Regions from separate parts of the Drosophila melanogaster genome. Here region 1 is linked to region 2. The links are chromatin contacts, called in public Hi-C maps. All regions are on one chromosome and are shown on one strand. The core of a region is the stretch at or near the end of the contact, and the rest is flanking DNA. Distances in the headings are between cores, read along the strand shown.

The links. Hi-C and Micro-C count contacts between places; a contact is called where the count stands out from the background.
Region 1: a Hi-C map of the Kc167 cell line shows a contact between it and region 2, with 7 times the contacts expected there. A contact is called at or near these places in 10 of 107 Hi-C or Micro-C datasets (the Kc167 cell line, the OSC cell line, the S2 cell line and 2 more) and 1 of 7 datasets of targeted methods (the S2 cell line).

Annotation. Positions count from the first base shown.
Region 1 is chr3L:3,553,879-3,559,231 of dm6, reverse strand. It overlaps lncRNA:CR45820 (long non-coding RNA:CR45820), which reads left to right and starts at 2,933. Exons shown (of 1, transcript NR_133166.1): 1 at 2,933-3,601. All of the region lies in intron 3 of Eip63E (Ecdysone-induced protein 63E), which reads right to left.
Region 2 is chr3L:3,482,883-3,488,617 of dm6, reverse strand. CG43074 reads left to right here and starts at 3,965. Exons shown (of 3, transcript NM_001259675.2): 1 at 3,965-4,048; 2 at 4,116-4,160; 3 at 4,239-4,786. The coding sequence starts at 3,998. The coding sequence ends at 4,691. CG42324 reads right to left here. Exons shown (of 6, transcript NM_139562.3): 2 at 2,340-2,774.

The DNA.
Region 1 (5,353 bases), core at 1,684-4,183, 72 kb before region 2:
TTATACATATAATGTGGCTGAAAGACAAGCTAAGCTGTGTGAGAAGCGCGGAGAGAAGTAGTTCCTCAGAAACGCACAGGTGTGGCTGTACTTATAGATTTGGAAGCCCTACACTTATCTCTTAATGTTTATATTAAATTTAAAATACATTGCATCGAAGCTTGTGAATATAGTTTTCAATAGCTTGCTTTTGTTTTATTTCAAATTCAATGCACCCATAAGCCATGTAGTGTGCCCCCCAAAAACTCTTATCTACCGCCACAACAAGGGCCATGAGTTGAGCTTGAGTCTTCGTCGGCGCGCAAGACGCCAGAACATTTCTATTAAAATGCAAAAAGCCTTTTGTGGCCACCCCCTACCAATTTTTTGGTATTTTCCTTGTTTATGCGGTGTCTAGTCTGGCTGTGTTTATCGCTGAAGCTACGGCTTCTGCTTTTTCTGCTGCTGTTGGCATTGCACTTTGCATGCAAAAAACATAATAATCGGAAAGGGAAACCCATGGTGGAAGCAAAGAGCACGGACGTGTTACAGTCTTCCGATCGCAAATGTCGTGAACGTTGTTTGACGTCAGCGTAAGCCACCGAAAATAAACAATACAACGGGAAGAAAAAATGCAGCGGCATAGATAAACAATAAACAAAGGCACGAACAGCATCAGCAGAAATGGCAAATTGAAAACTGCATTAGGAAATGGCAAAAGAACGGAGCGGCGAAGGGAGGATCCCTTGACATTCACTACAGAATTAGAGTCATTGAACGAGTGAAGAACGAGCTAAAGATGCCAAAAATAAAGTTGTACAGCAAAAAAAATGAGAACCAGACGAGCTGGCGGCAAACTTGCCAGTTACACTGATAAATATTTATTTAAATGATTCTGTATTATATAATCAAATTAAATGTAAGCTCACTGATTTATAGCATGCAAGATATGTCCTTATTGTGGATATTATTTTTTTCAAAGAGCCAATCATTTTTTCCTCTGCAGCTAATTGCAAATTGACTTCCAAACTATTTCAGCCTAATTGAATTCTACCCGCGTTGCCAAACAGCAGACCAGAACACAACCGCCAAAGAAACCAAACAACGAAATAGTAAAAGCCGCGTTGAAAACAGAATTTTTACGATTTACGTCGGAAGGCTGTGAATTTCACTTAAAATACTTTTATTATGGGCGGTGAGCCTCCAAAGAAAATAAAGGGGGGGGGGGGGGGGAAAAAACCTGCTCGCATTCAAGGCACGTTTTCCAGGCAGCATTGACGCTTGGCCTGGCATATAAAAAAAGATTCGGTTTTTTCTTCAGCTCCAGACAACACATGTACCTGTAATGTAATGTACCCATTCGACAAGAGTCGAAACAGCAGCAACACCAGCAACAATGAGCCGTTTAAAAACAAATTATCGAACATGTACGAAACGCCTGTCACCGGCAGAGAGTAAAATAATAAAATGGAACGGGGCACAAATGTTTATGGACAGTCAATGATAGTCGGCGAAAATGCAGAATAATCCCGAGCACGGTGTCCCAAGGGGTTAAGCTGTTTGAAATTGGAAAATGTGTGGTGTTGGGAATCGGTGAAAAAAGATAAACACACATAATTGACAGAAGTAGAACAAACCGAATGATGTAATGCAACTCAGGGAGTGCCAGGTGCACTTTAAGTGCTTCTAGTTGCCTGCTTATCAGTCGGTGGAGTCTGTATTTATTTTACTGCTATTATTACCTAACTACATTTCAGTATTTCATGATAAATATATACGAGAAGAAAAAAAATTAAATATTTTTCTCGAAACCTTTAACCCCTTCGCAATGGTGAACCATTAACCCGAAACACAGTTCAGTGCTCAGTGCCACTCATCAATGTCACAAACATAAGCACGGAAAAATCGAGGAAAACCCTCCATGTTAGAGGCCTCACTAAATTACTCAGAAATTCAGGAATTCGTGTAATAAAACACGGAAAATACCCGCATAAATTTCTTTTCAACGCGCTGAGGGCGTAAAAAAATCTTCCGCTATATGGATTTTGCGCTGGCAACATGTATGAGTACTTTCTCATATAACTTATTTAATAGTGCAACATTTAGTGGGAGGTGGGGGGTAGCTGCATTAAATGTGCTTAAGCGAGCGAAAGGTCATGTGCGTGATTACTCATACGACGTGTGGCCGTCGCGGAGATCAGCTCACATGCCGGAAAATAAAACTGAAACCAAATGAAAGAGGGTTTTCATATCAATGACATGACATATTAAACGGGCCACCAAAGCGGATTTGTCCACATATATGTATGTACTTCAAATCTTCAGATAAGTTGGGGCGGAAAGTTGTCGGGATGTTGGCGTTGGTCGGTGGGCGGGGCAGATGGCATCTGTAGCGTTTCTTGCTCTTCACAAATCAGAGCGTAAATACAATGCTGAAAAGCGATGGGAAAGCGAGACGAAAAGCGAGAAACGATGCGTGTTCTGATAGCGGAATCTGCTCAGTGGCACTTGAATGGACTGTGATGGTACAGGGATTACTGGATATAAAGAAACTGGTCAGCACTCGTAGGTTCAATACCAATCAGTCAAGCTTTAGAAAGGCCAAAAGCTTGATAATAGAAAGTTTAACTTAAGTGTGAAGAGATAGTAACTATTTTAACAGTAAATCTGCTTTTAATTGATTTTTAATCACATCTAAGCCGCTCTGAAATCAATTTAAAGCTTACGACCCGCATTTCCATGTATCATGGAACTATAGATCCACTTAAAGCAGTTATCACTGTGTCAGCAGCACATATGCGGGCAGAGTCCAGTTTAGTTCTTCTGAGGGCATTGAAAAGACTTGGGAAGTGAGTGGCGGAGATACCATATAGAGAGAGGGTGGGTGTGGAGTTCCGGGAGATAAAAGCGAGTCGGTGGAGGAAGCATCAACAGTCGGCGACCATTAGCTGCTTATCGCGCTTCGTCTTCGGCTGCTGAATCTTTTATATACATTTTTCTCGGTTTTTTCCCCATTTTTTTTTTTCTGCCATTGAGTAGGTCTGAAAATAGCAGCGATAGTGAGCTCAAGTGTAAAGTTATCAAGTGGCTGCGACTGGCGGCCAGATAGACGGACACCAGTCAAGGGTTAAAGCCATAGACAACGTCGAGTGTGTTTGGCCATGGCTTGTGACATAAAATGCTATCAGAAAGGATTATGACAAGCCTGCAAAAACGAGAAAAACATGGCTAAGAGCGAGGTGAAACACTGTACAGAACTGTATCACTGGCACAAAGAAATAGAGACGACGACGACGACGATGATGATGATGCGATGGCGACGATATAGCCGACAACCAAGTGTCAAAGTCGGACATTCGACGCCATAAAATATTTACACCAAAAAGGAGCAAAGGAGCCTCGAGTTATCTCAAGAATCTCACTTCAGTCGAGCAAAGTTATCCTCTATTTCATAGGAGCGGAAGTGGGCGGAGGAATAAGTGTCACAATTGTTGGTTAAGTAAGTTGAGGATTTTTCACTTGAGGCAAGAGGTGTTTGTAGTTTTATCTAAGTCGAGGTGACCAGATTTAAGTGGTTGTCGTTGTGAAATTTTACGTTTTTATTTGGAACGAATAAATGTATTACAACTAATCCCTGTATTTCAAGTGAACACAACTACGAACATGTTTTCATATCTTAAATCCACTTTACAGACATCCTCAAAAAACTCGAACTCAAGAAAGAAAAATCCAATGAATCATTCCATGTTATCCACAGCTCAGAAGACAGAAAAGATCATATGTGTGCGTGATTCCGGTCTGTGTAATTCTGATCTATGGAATGCACTCATCAAAAGCTGAAGAGGAAGCGCTGTAACTATAAGCTGCACCGGAAAAAAAAGAAGTCCAAGCAAGTGCTGCACTATACAAGCATTAAAAACGATTTTAAAAACGATCTCTGTTCGTAAATAGTTTAGTTCGTACTAAACTAAACAGAAAGGTACTACTGGATTTATTTTCCTTCGTTTTATTATGGTGGCTATATACTTTGACTGCTCTTCAACTGAAGTCTAGTTTTATTGTTTAGCGTGTAGGTACTTAATTTCTGTTGTGCAACGTCTTATAACTTCATAACTTTTATGGCCGGCGAATGAAGCAGTTTAGAAGGAGCGACTGTGAGTTACAGACACAGAGCTGGGTGTAATTAAAACGAGGCAACACAAGCGGCAGCTCGTGCGGCAATTAACGATAGTTAAGCTGCAAGTATCAGTTCGCTGACAAGCGGCTAAGACAAGACAAGTCCAGCAACTAGCAACTACAGTTAGTGTGTTGTTGTTGTAATGGCCTTGGCAGACAACTTGCAACTCGAGTGACATTCCTTGGTTTTATTTGTTCCCCCTTTTCAGTTGCATCAACCAGCTGCTGCACAAAACTGCTCAATAATGCAAGCAAAACATTTAAACTTCAGCTTAAATAAAGCCAACTCTACCAGATGTTTTATATTCTTTGGTTAATGCAACATTTATGAGCCGAGGCGAAACAGAAGCTCCCAAATGGCAAAATCGTGAGAAATTGTTTCAATGCAAGCTCAAGATGCATTTGAAATTGTTTCCGCTTGAAGAATTGCCCAATTGTTGACGCGGGTGCTGCATTTCCGAGGGGAAAACACTGACATATTGGTTGTGGTGCGGAAAATTCGCTGCAAACTTCATTCTTCATCGAAATGAAATAGTAAAATTGCTCACTGAACATGAGTTGAAATGTTGTAAAATGAGCATGAAATTCAGAAAGAAATTCATTCTGACAGGATTGATTGATGATGAAAGGAAATCAGTTGGTGAAATAATTATTGAAATTACATATGAATTTAAAATATATTGTAGTCTGAATTTAACTATTTCCTGGTCACCAAATTTTTCTCTTTTCCAAGAAATTTGAAACGACTTATTTACCAACACATGATCCCAATTAAGGCCATATACTCGGTATTTCAAAACAAAAGCCACGACACAAAATGTCAATTAAATACTTAAGCCAAATATGGTTGGATTTCCAGCCAATCAAGACCATTAGTAAGATATTCAGGGGCTTACCTGTGGCACTCAAACTATATTTTACATTTGCCACCGCCGTATCTTTGACTACGCCCCTGACTAGATCGCAAAACACACAAAATCGCTCCGATTATGGGAAGAAAAACAGCTGTTCGCCGAACTAGTTTCTGGAACAAGAAATGAAGGCTGGAAAAAAGCTTACAAAAAACCGAAAATAAAACCGTTTGCGTGGGCGTTGAAAGACAATTAGCCGCATGCCGCAAAATCAAGCGACCGAAACGGGTTTTTCAGTGAGTCAACGTGGTGCAAACTATACGGGTTTCCATGTCGTGCACAAATAA
Region 2 (5,735 bases), core at 2,716-5,215:
ACGAACCATGGCCAAAACAGATGGGGGGCGACAAAGGGGCTGGCAACGATGGTGAATGGGGGGCCAGAAACGTAGGTAGCCAGAAGGTAAATGGCATCGGGAGATCCGCAGTCAGGCACGTGACGCAGCGACAGTCCATGACCAAGTGCTGATTTTTTATCAGCCGGAATGCGAGGAAGTGACAGGAGGAGAAAGATGGGCCAAGAACTGAACTGAACGAAAACTGGCAAAAAGGTTATTGACATTGTTGTTTCCACGCTCCACGCTCCATGCTCCACGTTCCAAACTCCACCGCCCAAAACTCCCTATCCCTATCTACATTTCTGTCTCGTCTGATTCGTTCACTTCAAAAATTCGTAGACTTGCAAGCAAACAGACGGCGAAAAAATAGCAAATGAAAAATGATCTGGAAACGGGAAATTATGGAGACTAAAGTACCCTAACTTAACAAGAAACTTTATAACTTTCGTCTGAAAAACGTAAGTATTTCAAATTGGATATATTACGTATACGTAGTGTGGTCTTGCATTTTGAATTCGCCACAAAAATATTCGTGAACTGGCTTAAATGTTACAGTACAAATACCAAAAATATCTTTAAGCTCTCACTTAAATTTAGCATCCTCAAAACAATAGCTCAATTATTTTTGATCGCCAATAAAATGCACACCCCATCACTTTCGATTCCTGTCAGCAATCAAAATGCGAATCACGGCACTTGTGTGTGTGACAAAAGCCCTTGAAAACATCATAGGAGCTCTCAAAGGGGTCAAAAAACCGCTTAAAAAGCATTGCATACTTGCAGGAGCCTCCTTGTGAGAAACAAAAAAAAAAGAGGATTTCTAAAGTGGCAGCCAGGACAAAAATAAAACGCTGCACAAAACAGCAACGAATGGAAAAACAAAGCAAAGTCAAGCGGAACGTAACAGAAACTGTGCAACTTTTGAAGAGGTGGAAATGCTTTTTAAGTATTAATTTGCGCAAACACTCGACGCAGCAAGGAAAAAGCGATGGGGCAAACAACAAAGCAGGCAAAAAACAAGTTAATAAAGCAGTTGCAGCTGTAGCACCTCCTCAATTTCAGTTCACTTTCTACTCTGCTCATTTTCAGCTTCTTGTTTGCTTGCACTTGGCAAAAGTGCAACGTTGCCATTTAGGAAACTATGGACCTTTTTCATAAAAACAAACTTAAAAGGACTTCAAACTAATATCTTTCGAACTACTCGAAGGAATCCAGCTCTCGATGCTTTTAGACTTTAAGAAATAATTGAGTAGCGATTTTTTTTGCAAGTGTATCTCTTTGGGCAATGTCCCACTAATTGTGTGCAACATGGTCTATCGCTTTGCGCAAACACCTCGCCCGAAACACGTAGGACACCTTTAAAAGGTTTCCCGGCCAACCCCTTCGATATGATGCGCCGTCCTGCTTTCCCTTCTTGCCATTTTTACTGTTTTGCGTTAATTGAAAACTTTTTTCGCCAGCAGATATTCGTATTTTTCGCAGCAGCATGGCAAAAACAAAACTGAATTGGAAAACTTTTCTAGTTTTTCCCACGCAACAAACTACAAAACGGGCTGTGGAAAGTTGTCGTAAGTAGAAGTGCAACTCTGAGTTTTCAACGCTTTGCCGCCTTTCATTTGTTTAGACCTGGGGCCCCCTCCCCCTCCCAGTGGTCTACCTTCCTCACCGTAAAAAAAAAAAAAATGGAAGAAAAAAACCCAAATTCACAGCCAGACTTAAAAGTGTTTGTGTTTCCTCTTAGAACTTGGCGGCCAATTAGTTGGTTGCACTGAAATCCGGACGGAGCGGCGGGTTTTTGGGGACTTCAACTGGTTGTGGCAGCTGTTAAATTCGAGACTTGGTCTTGGCCACATTGGAAATCCACTCTAAGCTGTTTGGACTGCCGCGTTTTTCGGAATCCCAAAATTGTCATGGAATGGAGCGATGGAAGTGGCGCTTTTTGTCAAACAGCTGGGTTGCTACAAAGTAACTTTTATGGTGGGTATTCCTTTGAGTTCGTTTTACCTTTTCGACTTTTCATATCAAGTTAGGGAACAAATTTCTTAATGAGTTGGGACTTTCGAACCCGAAGGGCTGTACAAAGAAAGAAAATATTAACTAAAGGCGTTTTTAATTCAGAATTTCACGATAACTGAGAGCAATCATCAAAAATGATTTAAATGCCAACAGATTTGCTGTCTCCTCGGAGAGATAAGACCAATGTGAGATCACTACAATGAATTCTCTAGAAAGAATGTAACACAATATAGTTCATTGCATACCCCTCAATTGCGTTCTAATTAAAGTTAAAATTTCATAGAAGTAAATTCTGTACTTACGATTTCCCTCTGCAGCTTGGCGATGTTGAAGTTTGCCTGGGCGAGTCGCACACTCAAAGTGGCCACATCGCTGGTCAACTGTGCCCTTTCGCCGGCATTTCGATCCACCAGCTTGAGCATCTTGTCCTCCAGGCTCTGATTGACCTTTTGAACCCGCTTGTGCGATTCGTAGAGCCGATCGTACTTATCCTGCCACGCTATCACACTATCCTCGAGCTCCACTTGTCGTTCCGTTTCCCTCAAACAGGCCGATTCCAGGGCATACAGTTGCGTTTGTTTCTCGATTAACGCCTGTTGCAGCTGCTCGATTTCCGCTGCTGCGGGGGCGGATGTGGCAAGGGGCGTGGCAGCTATAGCCGGTGCTGCCGTCGCCGTGGATATTGCCGATTTTGCAGTTGATATCTCTGCCGCTTTCGGGTTGCCCGCTGTGGCCGCCTGCAAAACGAGTAAACACGCAAAATGAAATTATGAGCTGTAAATATTTTGTAATTAATTTTGCTTCCGGAGAGCACAAAACAACAACAGCAACGCATACCGGACGCAGAGTGTCACACGGTTTCGACTGCAGTACCCGCACTGAAAACACTGAAAAGGCCCGGACAAAGCGAACTCCGTAGAATGCTGCGGACAGCTTCATTATTTTGCCAGCGGATCTCCTCTCCTTGTGTGTTGTTATTATTTCCATTTTTTTTTTTTTTTTTTTGCTTAATTTTAAAACCTCATTTTAAAAAGCTTTGAGCGGGCTGTGTCATAAAAATGCTCGTCATGCCCGGGAATTTGTGGGCCAGGGGTAAGGGGATTCGACTTAACCCATAACGTACAGCATCTGCTGCAGATAAGGTATTAATCAGTGGTTTGGGGTGGGGTGTAAGGTTATATACCCTAGTCAAATTAGTCGGAAATATTTTAATTACCTTGATTTCATTATATTTCATTTTAATTTATTTGTAAGTATCAAAAATAGTTAAAAAGATCATAATTTGTAAATTTTTAATTCTGTAATTACTAGTCATTTGATGATAAGTGCATTGTTTTCAGTATATTTTATACAAATAATTTAGAGAATACACTATAACTCATATACCCCACAAGATACAGGGTAGGCTACATGGATCTGGAGCTCTTGACAACTGATAAGCGCAGTGTAATTGTGGATTATACAGCACGCAAACATTGAGAGAGTGAAATGAAACAAGAGAGATCATTTGAAGAGAACCGAAAAAGAGATAATACCTGAGAGCTTTGGCTTCGATAAGTTTTTAATCAGTCCAACGTATACATATATACGAATTTATTCAAAGAACATGGTTAGAAAATGAAAACATCATTAAAACATGAAAAATAGTTTGTATTTCTAGTATGTAATAAGAGAACTTTAAAACTAAAGCAATTTAGTCGGTAATATATACATATATTGATATATATAGACATGTTGGTATATGAAAAAGGCATTTAACAAAAGAAACATTCCGTTGCGTTTTGTCACTAAACCAATATTTTGCTGGAGATAAGACACAGAAATATTGAACTGACAGGTGTTGAAGAATTTCCTATTTCGTCTATCTAAATTAGAATTACGAACCACTGTCGACCCCTATAAAAACACGGTGCTAAGCTCTGAAGCCATTGTAAAGTGGTTACAGTGGTCACAATACGACATGGTTTGGATTTGGAGCCTAATTGCACTCGGAATAGTTGTTGGCGCAACGGTAAGCGTGATCAATAAAAATGTTCAATATATTTAATTTCCTTGTACGCTTCAAACATATTTTACAGGGGGAGAATGGGAGTAAACCGAATACCACCGAACCGACAACGACGGTAAAATCTTGAAATCCCTAAAAGCCATTAAAGAATGCGTAATCCTTTTCTCTAAATATATATGTACATATTCTTTAGGCGCCATCCTCACGAACTCCTGAAACAACTACTGTGAGTCCCTACACTGCACTCGATAAGACAATAACCGATGATCTTCAGAATATTCTAACCACATATGAGCGTGAATGCATTGGTAATTCTGAGTTCACACGTAATCTTGACCTCATACGCATCGCGGTAAAATGGGACCAGGGTCGTTTGAGAGAAAAGATAGAAGCACGAAGAGACTTTGATGTGTACAATGAACAACGCATTTTAATTGAACGACAAATTGATGAGCGCATAGAGGCCCTCAATAATATCCTGCCTACCCAGGAACCGAATAGTTATTGCTCAGAATTTTACTTGAAGCAAAGAGAAGCTCTTAGGAATGCTAAATCACTTTCGAATCAAGATAAATCAAACACTTTAATAATTAACAAAGCAATTTGCACTATCAATGATAATTATAATGATTATTTTCTTTACTAATCAGCAATCAGTCTAAGTGAAAAAAATCTGAAATGTATTTACTTATATTTATAACTCAAACCTAATGATTCAAATATATATATGATACTTGTGAGAACATTCAAATTGGAGAAATGATTCATACCGGCTTGCAAAAATTAAAAAGTAAGCACTTATTTGCCAAGTTAGAAGAGTGCTACTGAGTGCTTTTCCTTGTCACTCAAGTCACGACCTCTGCTAATCCATAACGCGGTTATCAATATCAATACTCATCCATCTCCGGCTTGTCCAATTAAGTTGGGGAATCTCGAGTTTAGTTGGAAGTCCCGACACAGATGGCCGGGAATCAAAGTGCAAACTACGTTGGCAAACAACTAATTGGATTAACTTGACACAAAAACGAGAAGGAAGGAGTTGCAGCCAGAATGTCACCAGTGAAAACTTTGTCTTTGGTTACTCCTTTGGACTCCTTGAAAGCGTTGGAAAACCACATGAGTTTTCCTTTCGTCACATATGAGCGACAGGAATTGGCGAGGGAAACTCGCCTGTCGCCTGCGCTCAAACCTAAAAACTGCAAAATGTACAGAAAATTTAATTAAAAAAGGATTTTCGGCCTGTGTGCCAGTTGCTTGGCTTCCTCGTCTTCGCTGAGCTGGCCCCTTTCGATTTTTCCCACATTTCCCACTGCTCGAGCAGCCAAATAATTTTTCTTCGCACTCCATTTCTGCCAACAACGCATAAGAAAATTCAATTTATAGTTTGTGTGTGTGTGGGCGTGGCAAATTGCCAAAGACAGACAATGCTATTAATTAATTTGGAAAGCATTTGCCGGGCGGAAGGAAGGTGGCGGTAACAATTAAAATGGAACCGGTTAAAGTGCCGTCGGGGTGTTCTTAGAGGCCAAAATGATGAAGAGTTGGCCAAAAAGTTTGCTTTTCGCCTGCACATGTGTGAGTTTCCGGTTCAGTTTAGGTACACACTCGTACAAATTTATGTGGGCATACATTTTCCCGGCATATGATACTTGTTTTCCCTCTATGATTTGTTTGCCTTCGGTCATTAAAA